Linked DNA regions of Mus musculus: region 2 is linked to region 1. A link is a contact called in public promoter capture Hi-C data. All regions are on one chromosome and are shown on one strand. Each heading gives the region's core, a stretch centred on a gene start, on an enhancer-like site or on the middle of the called end of the contact. The rest is flanking DNA. Distances are from core to core; before and after follow the strand shown. Region 1 has its middle 16 kb from the start of Gm44968. Region 2 overlaps Cpeb1 (cytoplasmic polyadenylation element binding protein 1).

Evidence for each region. Capture Hi-C pulls out chosen DNA fragments and counts their contacts.
Region 2: a promoter capture Hi-C map of liver shows a contact between it and region 1. The contact joins two enhancer-like sites. A contact is called at or near these places in 19 of 39 promoter capture datasets (the 3T3-L1 cell line, 3T3-L1-derived adipocytes, the C10 cell line and 12 more), 1 of 115 datasets of contacts at active chromatin or transcription factors (CD8 T cells) and 3 of 9 other capture datasets (adipose tissue, liver and pancreatic islet).

Annotation. Positions count from the first base shown.
Region 1 is chr7:81,187,217-81,192,601 of GRCm38.p6, forward strand. No RefSeq gene overlaps it. Among named protein-coding and RNA genes, the nearest start is that of Gm44968, 16 kb to the right of the region's middle. Within about 2 kb of position 1,980, at least 11 of the 459 cell types and tissues checked have an H3K27ac peak or open chromatin away from gene starts, as enhancers often do. A contact at or near this core is called in liver, where this site is marked.
Region 2 is chr7:81,366,083-81,371,467 of GRCm38.p6, forward strand. All of the region lies in intron 3 of Cpeb1 (cytoplasmic polyadenylation element binding protein 1), which reads right to left. Among named protein-coding and RNA genes, the nearest start is that of Rps17, 24 kb to the left of the region's middle. Within about 2 kb of position 2,104, at least 4 of the 459 cell types and tissues checked have an H3K27ac peak or open chromatin away from gene starts, as enhancers often do. A contact at or near this core is called in liver, where this site is marked.

The DNA of each region.
Region 1 (5,385 bases), core at 730-3,229:
ACCCACCCTGGTGTGAGCTGCACCATCCGCTGAGCACCAGGAGTCCCTGCTCTCTGCATTCCAGTCTGCCTAGACAGTTAAGAGTTTCTACTGCATATTTCCATCACCAATGCTCCCCACGATGGACTGCACTCCCTTAAACTGGGCACTAAATTAAATCCTTCATCCTGCAGGTTACAACCACCAGAAAAGTAATGGAATGGGTCAGATAGTAAACAGTGGAGGTCTTATTATCTCCATCGCAGATAGATAACCACTGTAGTTTAAAATCAGCCATGCACAATGAGTACTTATACAAACGAGAGTATAACATTTTAGTTTATTTGAATAACTAAAATCATAATTTGAATAAAAATTTGACAAACTATGTTTACAGAATGAGGTTCTGGGCTGAGGAGATGGGTCAGTTGGCGAAGTGCTTGTGGTACAAGCAAAAAGACATGAGTTCAAATCCCTCGAACCCATGTAAAAAGCTGGGCATGCTGAATGCACCTGTTGAGGGGAAACACGGAGACAGAGGGGTATCTGGGGCTGGCTGACCTGCCACCCAAGACGCATTGGATGGTTTCAGGATTAGTGAGAGACGCTGTCTCACTGGAACAAGATGGAAGGGCAGCTGAGAGCGACTCGATGCTGACCTCTGGCCTTTATACGTATGTGCACATCATGCCCATTACGCCTCACAAAACACAAAAACAAGCCCTACTTTGTTGACCCTGCCTTAGATGAGGGCTCACCACCCATGTGCCTGGTCCTTTCTGCATCTGTGTTTCACAAAGGTTGGGATGCAGATAGGAAGGGGAGCCATCTTCTACGAGGAGGCGAAAGAGAGCCTGCTAGGGATAGGGCAGACTCACGTGAGAAGAAGTCGAATCCCTGAAGAGAGGCTGCCATAAGACTGTGCTCCTGAGCGCTTCCTCGGTGCTCTGCACAGTACCTGAGACCCACAGCCTTGGAGGGGAAAGGCATGGTTTGGAACATGACTTCAGAGGCTTCTCTCTGAGGTTGCTTGCTTGTCACGGGCTTGTGTTGAGGCAGAGCATGTATCAAAGAAAGCATGGTGGGGCAAAGCCACTTACCTAGTAGCAAGAAAACACAGAGACAGGAAGCCATCAGGGACAAGGTATTCCCTTCAAAGGCTCACCCATTGCTTTCTCAAAGATGACCCACTTACTCCAATCAGACTCCTACCTCCTAGCTTCCTCCACCTTCCGATAGAGGCATAGAATTGGAATCCATCAATGCACTGACCCACTGATGAGGTTAGGGGCCTCTGGATCCAATTAAATCTTCATGATTGACTCTATGTCCTGGGCACAGAACCTTCAGCACATGGGCCTTTGGAAGGATACTTCACATTCAAACCCTAATAGACTAAAAGACAGTCTAGACCAGTGGTTTTTAACTTATGGGTCATGACCCTTTCACATGGGTCACATGTCAGATATCCTGCATATCCGATGTTTGCATTACAATTCATAACAGCTGCGAGATTACAGTTGTGAAGTTACAACGAAAGCAATTTTAGGATTAGGGTCACCAAAACATAAGAAATTGTATTAAAGGGTCGCAGCATTAGGAAGGTTGAGAGCCACTGTTCTAGAGTAACAGAGTATCTAGACGTCATTTGAGGGGAATACATACCTGACTTGTTTTTTGGAATCTCTGTTACATGTACCCTGCCAGTGGACATGAAGCACAAACAAAACAAGGGATGGCATTACATGTAATGGACGAGGGGTGGGGGAGAGAATATTATCAACCCAGTGCCCATCTCCCATGCACTCCTTGTTTTATGTTAACATGGGGCTGATGGGGTTGACGGAGGTCCTATAATGGGACCATTCTAGCAAAGTCTAAACGGAGAATAACTCTCCACTGGCCATAGAGACTTAACGAAAGACTGAGTCCTGAGCCGTGTGGGGAGAGAGCCAGATGGAGCACGGCAGCTTCCAGCCTCAGACTCACTGGCACAAGAGCTGGGAAAAGGCAGGTCTATTGTGGAGAGCCTTTCTGCCCGCGGTGACCTGGTTGGGTCGGTTAGGGTTACTAGCAACTGGCCACAAGTTAGAATCACCTGAGTGGGGAGCCTCATCTGAGAAACTGTCCTGATTGGCTTAATTGATGTGGTAGTACCCACCCCCCAGTGTGGGCGGCACCTTCTGGTACGAGCCTTGGTAACACAGCATGGCAGAAGGAAGTATATTGACCTTTTATACGGTTGGCCTTCGCTCTTGTCACTGGGCTGATTTATCCTGCCGCTGCTGCTGCTTTCCCTGGTCTCAGAATGGTGTTTCCAGGCTTCTAATGAGGACCAGTGGCTCTTCAAAGGCCTCCAGGTTTTCCGAGCCTGATTGGGACCTCTGAGCAAGCCAGTAAACAACATTTGGCAAAGGTGTCTGCTTCCTTTCCTGCCTCCAGGTTTCTGCTTCCAGGTTCCTGGCCTGACTTCCTTCAGAGATGGACTGTGAGTTGGTAAACATGAGATGAAGTAAATTCCTCTCTCCCCCAGGTGCTTTTGGTTAGAAGGGTTTATCAGAGCAATGGAGAAGCTAACTAAGCACTGGTCTACTGGGAAGCTTGGCCCAATCTAACCAGTCAAATATCTGTCGTCTCCTGGTAGGGATCAGCATGAAGTCACCAAAAGAGGCACTCTCAGTTTTCCCAAGAAGCCCTCCAACCTGTCAACCCTTGCCACCCCTGTTCAAAGCCACAAGAGAAAGATAGTTTACCAAGAACTGTTTGTTCAAGTTCCTACACAGCCATATTGTCATCTACACAAACACCTTTCCTGTCATTGCAAGATGAGACTCCTCATTTCTCTTTCCTGTAAGACAGGTGATGTTCCACAGACTGGGGCTGCCCACTGCCGCATGCAAAGCTGCAGACACCTAACGGACAGGAAATACTTTGTACTCGATGACTCTGCCTGTCATATAGCTGAACATGGTGGAGGGCCCCAGGTCACAAAGCTTCCCACAGACTGATTCGGGAGCCACTCAGCTCCATCTGACACCAGGACATAATCTCACCCACCCACCCACCCATGCACCCCAACCGCCCTCCCAGCCCCAGCATAGCTTCTTTCTCTTTCCAGAAAAGACAGAAGTCCTTTAGGAATGGGAAACCCAGGCCTTGTGTGGTAGCTCATGCCTATAATCCCAGCTCTGGGGAGTTCCAAGGGCAGCCTGGACAACCTATTGTGTGGGCTATAGTGTATGACACCATCTCAAAACAAGGAGCAGAGAGCAGAGAGAGCACAGCAGGGAAGGACTCCTGAATTTGGAGTTTGATACCCAGGACTCACTTGGTGGAGAAAGGAACCTGATTGCTGCAGGTTGTTAACCTCTTCGCTGGTGCTGCACTTTGGCTTTTATTTCCTGAAATAACATCTTTCTCACCAAGATTCATTTGTATTTGTATTTTTTTTTAAAGATTTATTTATTATTATATGTAAGTACACTGTAGCTGTCTTCAGACACTCCAGAAGAGGGAGTCGGATCTCCTTACGGATGGTTGTGAGCCACCATGTGGTTGCTGGGATTTGAACTCTGGACCTTCGGAAGAGCAGTCGGGTGCTCTTACCCACTGAGCCCCATTTGTATTTTTAGAGGAAACACTTGTTTATATTCTCAGCAGGTTTTTACTGGCTTTTTTTTTTTTTTTTTTTTTTTTTTTTGTCAATGGGCTCAATTAGAGAAGAAACAAACTATATCAAAGCATGCTACTTTCAAGGGAACTAAGTGTTCTTGGGCAGTGCCTGGAGGGCAGAGAGCTCTAATCTGCTTTGTTTGGGCCTAGAGCTTACGTTTACTGTAGTCTCAGCTGCTTGCTGGGAGCCAGAGTGTGGCCCTAGGGTAGGAACAGGAGCGACAGGTGAGGATTTGTGAAGGCTGGTGTGGAAAAGGACAGTGAACAGTTTGCTATTCAGCTAAAGCTGGAATGAGTTTGCGGATATTTGTGTTGGTGGCTTTCACCACACTACTGGGTTTCTCTGGGCCACAGTCATTGTTTCTCAGGCTGTGACCTGTTCTCAGTCACTCCAGGACACGTGGAACGGGAGCCTTCAAGCCATGCCTGCCTTGCCCTTGTCATGCTATTTTACAAAGCAAGCTTGCTCCCTGCTGAGGGCATGTGGGTTTTGTAAGTAAACAGCCATCATTTGTTGAGCATAGTCACAAGCCACAGACTAGTAACAAATAAAAATGGCCAAGTTAAATTAAGGCCACGCGTACCATATCAAATGCACGAGGGCTTAGACTCTGGCCCAGCACTGCAAGACCAACAAAAATGTTTGTTTATAAAAAGCAACTCTCTGTATTCCTAGAGCTTCAATCGCAGCCACTGCCACCTTATAGTCCTCCTTTCCACCCCCTCTTATTTAATCAGTTTCTTCTCATCGCTCCTTCATGCTGGGTATCTTTTTTAAATGCATAGGGTCATTTTGGCTTTGTATACACAATAATGGGTCCCTGGGTGGGTTGTTGGAATCCTGGGGGGTGGAGCGTGGGGATATTAGTGGTAATCGCTGTCTGGTGATTGGGCAGGGACCCATCCATTTCACCGGAGAGGAGGGATTTCCGAATGCCAATACCTATAAGGTATTTTTTGTAGAGTGCCTGTTTCTTCAGTGGAAGCCTACCACTGGAGGGGCAAGTTTAGGGAGCAGAGATTTCCGACTCTTTTTTTAAAAAATGTATTACATTTATTTGTGTGTGCACATGTGTATGTTGGCCCCAGCACATTCAGGGATAACAAACATCAGCTTTGGGCAGTTGCTTTACTCCTTCTACCATGTGGCTCCTGGAAACTGCACGTAAAGCCCCTTCACCTGTTGAGTCATCTTGCTAGCCCCAAGAACAGATTCTTAATCACCTGCATACGAAACGGAAGCAGTCCTCCATAAACCTTCTCCCCCGGTTCCTGTGGCCGATTCTCTTGGGTGTGCTGTCACCCTGACTCTGGAATGCATCGAAGAGAGGTCCGACAGAGTTCATCAGCTCCCCTGGATTCCTTCCTCGCATGCAGTCTTCCCTCCACTGCTTCCACCTCCACAGGAATGAATCTCCAGTTTCTATCTGAGATCGGCAGTCACATCCCCTGGCTCTGGGGGTGCCCTCAACCAAGCTCCATTCCCCACATCCCTTGTACAGTCACAGTTCCCTCCATTTTGTTTGATTGTTGAAGAGGAAATTTTAAGGGTTCTTTGGAAAGTCAGTTGTGTTGGATGGTGTTTTGCTGGGGCAAACATGTGAAGGAGCGTTTCATTAAAGTGGACACAGGCGTGAAAGACGAAGGCAGACTCATGAAGAAACACTTAGCTGAAGCAGACACAGGAGAGAGGATGTTCTGCTAAAGCAAGCACATGAGATGGCTCAGCGGTTA
Region 2 (5,385 bases), core at 854-3,353, 180 kb after region 1:
ATGAAAAAAATTGTAAAAGGAAATAAGTAGTTTAAAGGGGTCATAGCTAGGGACACTAAGGACAAGAATGGGCTATGGGAACTATGCTTTTACCCAAATTGGTTTTGATTTTGTTTTGTAAGTGCTTTTTAAATAGCCCCAAACCAACACAGTAGTCAATACAGGTGATTTTCCTCCTTCCCTCCAGTTTATTATATTCACTTGTATTGATACATGTTTTGCCAGCTACAAATTCTATTTATCTCAGCTAACTTGCAAACTGTTAGTATCTTGGAATTCTTGCAAATTATCTTGTCAACAACAGGAATTTTATCTACAGAAAGCTTCTACTATGAGCATGGCCTGATGGCATATTCCCTTAATCCCAAGACTTGGAGGTGAGGCAGGTGGATCTCTGTGAGTTCCAGGACAGTCTAGTCTACACAGCAAGCTCTAAGTTAGTTAAAGCTACATAGTAAGATCCATCTTCCTCAAACACCAACAAAAGGAATCCTCTACTATGGTAACAAGCCTATCCAAATAGAAAATGGCATAACAACCCACACTAGTTGATTCCACTTTCTCAAGAGATGGTCAGTCATCTATTTTATGACTTGGACCAGGTTCAGTTAAGTTCCTACTAACAGCAACTTTTCCACTCACTGAACATCAAAACACATCTCAGATATGAATCTTTCCCTAAATCCTAATAAGTATTAGCCTATCTTAACAAAGTTTTGAGGTTAGCAATGTCCATCCCATAGCAGAGCACAGTACAGAAGTGCATCATTCACTAGCTACAGCAATCATTACTGAGACCTTGTGTCTACTTATTTTCATGTCCTTAGCACATCTCCTTTTTGTTCAAATCTTTTAAGATCATCAACCACAGATGATAAATCTCACCTACCAGAAGTTCAGGGGACCTAAAAAGAAAGGTCTCAAAAGTTAGGGATGGCCATGGTAAGAACTCATTAAAATGTACCTAAAACACCACTTGAGGTCTGAACCAGAATCTGCATTTTAACAAGATCCCTGTGAGGATAGATACACTAAAGATACACTAAAGCTTTGAAAACTCCAGCCAAAATCCCTATGTTTTATTACTTTAAGTTCCTAATTACTATACCCTTACTACACCCAAACATGCTTCATATGAAATTATTTATGTTAATTTAAAGGTTGGAGCGTATAAATAAAGCTCTTACAGTATAATGAAGACTAACATTCAAGGACATAGAAAGCCAAAATGACTATACAGGGCATTTCACAAAGAGTCTGATTTCTAAAAACACTGTGTGGAAGTAGGGAAGAAGCAGAGAGGCAGAGAAACACAGCACCACGAACAATAAAGAATAAAAAGAATGACATGGAATATAATACTTTCGGGAAAGTGATGGCCGGAACTAGCTGCATCCTGTAAAAAGCTCACATTGAACAGAAGCAAAGGAGCTAAGGCCTATTGCTTCAAGCAGATACGTGTTTTAAAAAGCAAGACAATTGCTACAGAATTGATGGGGCTAGAGATGGCTCAGTCATTAAAGGCTAAGGTAAAACATTCATAAAAAGACATTACTGTATTACTGGGCACAGGACAAATTTGGAATATAAAAATAATAGTTTAATAAATGAATATATCTATTTTAAACTGCCCAAAGAAATTTGGAATGTAAAAATAATAGTTTAATAAGTGAATATATCTATTTTAAACTGCCCAAAGTTCATTATTGCTCTGTTATAAACAAATCTAGATAAAATTGTTCACAAAGAATATGTATACACATATAAAGAAAATGCACAGCTGATAAAGGGATAAAATGAATGCCAACAATAGGAAAATCTGAATTAAGCTGGCTTGAGATCTCTTTCAGCCCACAGAATGAGCCAAGTTTCTGGAAACTGTGACCCACAGTCAGATGCCCTCGAGTGACCTGACTGTCCCTTTACAGCCCAACCCGGCAGAAGGTTCCAACTCATTAATGCCATTTCAGAGCACAAGAGACCAAATCAGCAGTAATTATTTTTAGACTGATTTTAAACTTTCTCTACTTTCAGCCTTCTCTCTATGCCAGGTCTCCAGTTTTTCAGCTGAGTCACTGTTGGAATTTTCTGAAGCCTGCCTCCCTCTCCAAGAGTCTAAAGGTGCCCAGATCTGATGTTAGCACTGGCAACAGTAGTGGGTTGGGACTGGAGGCCGTTATCACAAGACACAGCTCTCAGCTCAAGCTCACAGGACACAATCATCAAATACTTGTAATCTATAAGTGCAGTCACAGGGAAAATCTTGGAGCCATCACTCCAATCCTAGGTGTATGGCTGTATACTGGAAGCCTATGTGTACCCTTAGTTCTGAGGCTGCCTGCAGAGAGTTGAAGCAAATCTGCAAGAAAACTTAGTTGTGCCCTGGACATCCATATTCCATATTGGAGAAGCCTAAACCTATTTTGAATGCTGGCTCATTAACAGTTTGAAAAAGGTTGGGAAAGCAGAGCAAAAGTCATTTGTATCATCCCAGGCTGCTCTACCCTATGGATCAATGGGGAAGTCTGCAAATGAAACAGCACAGGGAACATTACATTCAACTGGTCAACAGGACAGAAACCAAAGGAGATGAATAGGTTAATCTCATGAGACTTCTAAAAGGGAATTAGAATAGACATGTCCTCTGGCATCCTCAGGCTGAGTATCTCACTTGCCCACTGGGCTTCTGTACAAAGTGGCCATTAAGAGTTCTTTCTTCCAGGTCCCTCAAGGTAGATTTGAAATGTCACTTCACTCTCCTGCTGAGTAATGCTGCATACAGAAGAGTCATAAGGGGAAAGGCTTTAGAAAGACAAATCCAGTGGGTGGTTAAGCTGATGAACTGAGACCAAGGGTGGAAAGCGAGTGGGAAGTGTCTGTCAAGTGCCCTCATCTTAAGAGATTTCATCAATGAACAGATCACCCCAGGCTTCTTACTTAGCTACATGAGGTTACCTTAAGTCTGGTCTAACATATTAAGGTTCTGGTCACAGAAAAGGGGTTTAATAGGAAGAATGGGAGGTTTAGAACAAAAGACACCAGGTTTGGAATGCTTAGACAGACAATAGATGCCACTTTGTGTACTTTTGCAAGTTTTTCCTCATCTGTACAAGCACTAAAATCATGTGCTATGTTCAGCATTAAAAAAATTAAGATATGTTGGCTGTATATCACTTCATTCCTCAACATGGGGTATATAGCCTTGACATACTATTAAAGGACCTTTTCCTTGATAGTCATAGTGACTGTTTCTTAAGAAAACTTCTGCTTATTTCCTCTGGGTGTGCCCATATATGCACATGTATGTAGGTAAGAAAAATGTTGGGAGTTGGTGCTCTTTTTCTACCATGTGGATCCCAGGGATCAAGCTCAAGTTGTCAGGCTTGGTGGCTGTGCCTTTATCTGCTGAGCCAACGTCCTGGAGCTTCTTAATGACAGTGATTTCATCCTATTCACTGGCATACCTGCAGTACCCAACAGTTTCTGGCACATAGTGTGTAATGCCCGAGTAAATATTATAGTCAAAATCTTCAGTCAAGAGCCCTATGCTCCAACCTTGCCTAATGCACTGTCAAATACTTAAAAGTGGTAGAAGACAGTCAGGTATGGGGCTACAACTTACTGGGGAAGTATCATTAACCAGAGTCTAAGCAATAACAGGCTCCACACAGAGACAAGAGGATACCAGGCTGCTTGCAAGTACAACTCACAGGTTTTCTGAAGCTATTGAACTATCTCCACCCTTCCTCAAGAAACTGACTGAAATTGGTTTTCAGATGGAAAGCAGTGTGGGCACTGGAATGTGGGCTGTTTGTTCCCGCATTACTGGCAAGGGTGCACGATCTGGCACTGCAGCTGGCTGGTGGGAGGGCTCCATCCTACTCTAGGAGACAGCACCCTCATATGGGCTTTCCACGAAGGCACAAAGCTTAGGAAAAGGAGAAGGCTACCACCACAGCTCCTAAAGGCAAACACAGAATGGAGATGTGGAATGAGTATGTTTTAAGCCCCAGAAAGCAAGAGGTGCTCATGCTAACCTAGTCAGATCACTGCACTGGGGCCAGTCTCAAGTCTTTATACATTCTGAAGTTCAGACTGCAGCCCTTCCCTAATCCACAAAATCATGTATTATTTATTACTAAATGCTTGGTATGGAAGGTAAAGAAAGACACCCCCTTTTCAGACTAATAGCTCTAAGATCTGGTTCTTCAGAGGATGGGAACGCTAATACAATCATGCCTAGACCTGGCTTTTCCTTTTATTTTCTTTCCTTCCTGAGACAAGGTCCTGCTACATTGCCCAGGTTGACCATGAATTCCTGAGCAGACAATTACCTTACTGTACAGCTGTTAGAACAGGCTTTCTAAGCTTCAAGATGGACACATCTAAATTTCCATGGGCCTAGTTCAGAAGCTAACTCTGTAGCTAAGACAAACAGGAGGAAAGAAGGGCCACACCCCAATTGATGCCAGCCAGCACAAATCAGAACTGATGACCACACACAGGTGCTCATCTCCTGTGTGAGTGCTTCTTTTGCTCAAATCCTGTAGAAGTAAATAAAAGGACAAGGCTTGTTTCAAAGAATACATAAAAGGAAGTACTGTGGCCTCCAAAGCAAATGACATTGAATAGTGACACATTTCCTGGCCTAGAGAACAGAGTACTTATCAACCTCCCCACCCCACCCCCCTAAAAAAGCTGGAGATAGCATTCAAGATAACTTTACCTTCAAGGGATCCTACCTACTAACCAAGTGGAAAAAAATATCAACCTTCCTCTTCCCCCAAAGCGCTTTCCTAAATAAAACAAAGGGGTATTAAAATGCCTAATGGACATCAAGAGTACCAGACTCTGCAAAGCATTTTTTAAAAACACCTGCATCACATAGGGTGGAGGACAGAGAAACCAACACAGCAGTACCTTGCTGCCATGACTCCTCTTCCTAGACTGGGAAGGTATCTGAAAGGACAGTATACTCTACTGCCACCATCAAAGGCAAATGACTACACATACACCAGTTCTCCATATTCCCATAGAATCTGCTAATACTTTTGCATTGTGATATAAAGTAAAATATACTGTTTTTTTAAGTAATACTATAGCATTTAAATTCACAATTCTTCCTGGAAATTTTATGATTTTTACCTGATTAATCTTCCCCCAAATACCACAAGAAGGGAATAAACAGGTAATGGGAAGGTCTGAGCAGAAGCAGTTCAAAGATTTGTCAATAATAACTCCCTGTAATTTGTTCCCATTAATCCTATATCAAGAAGACAAGAGATGCTAAAGGGGAGTGGCCTCTCATCCATTAGTTACCTTGAACAAACAGCCAGCCTCTCTCTGTATCTGGGAGTTACCCTAGCTATCCTCCTCCCCAGCCAG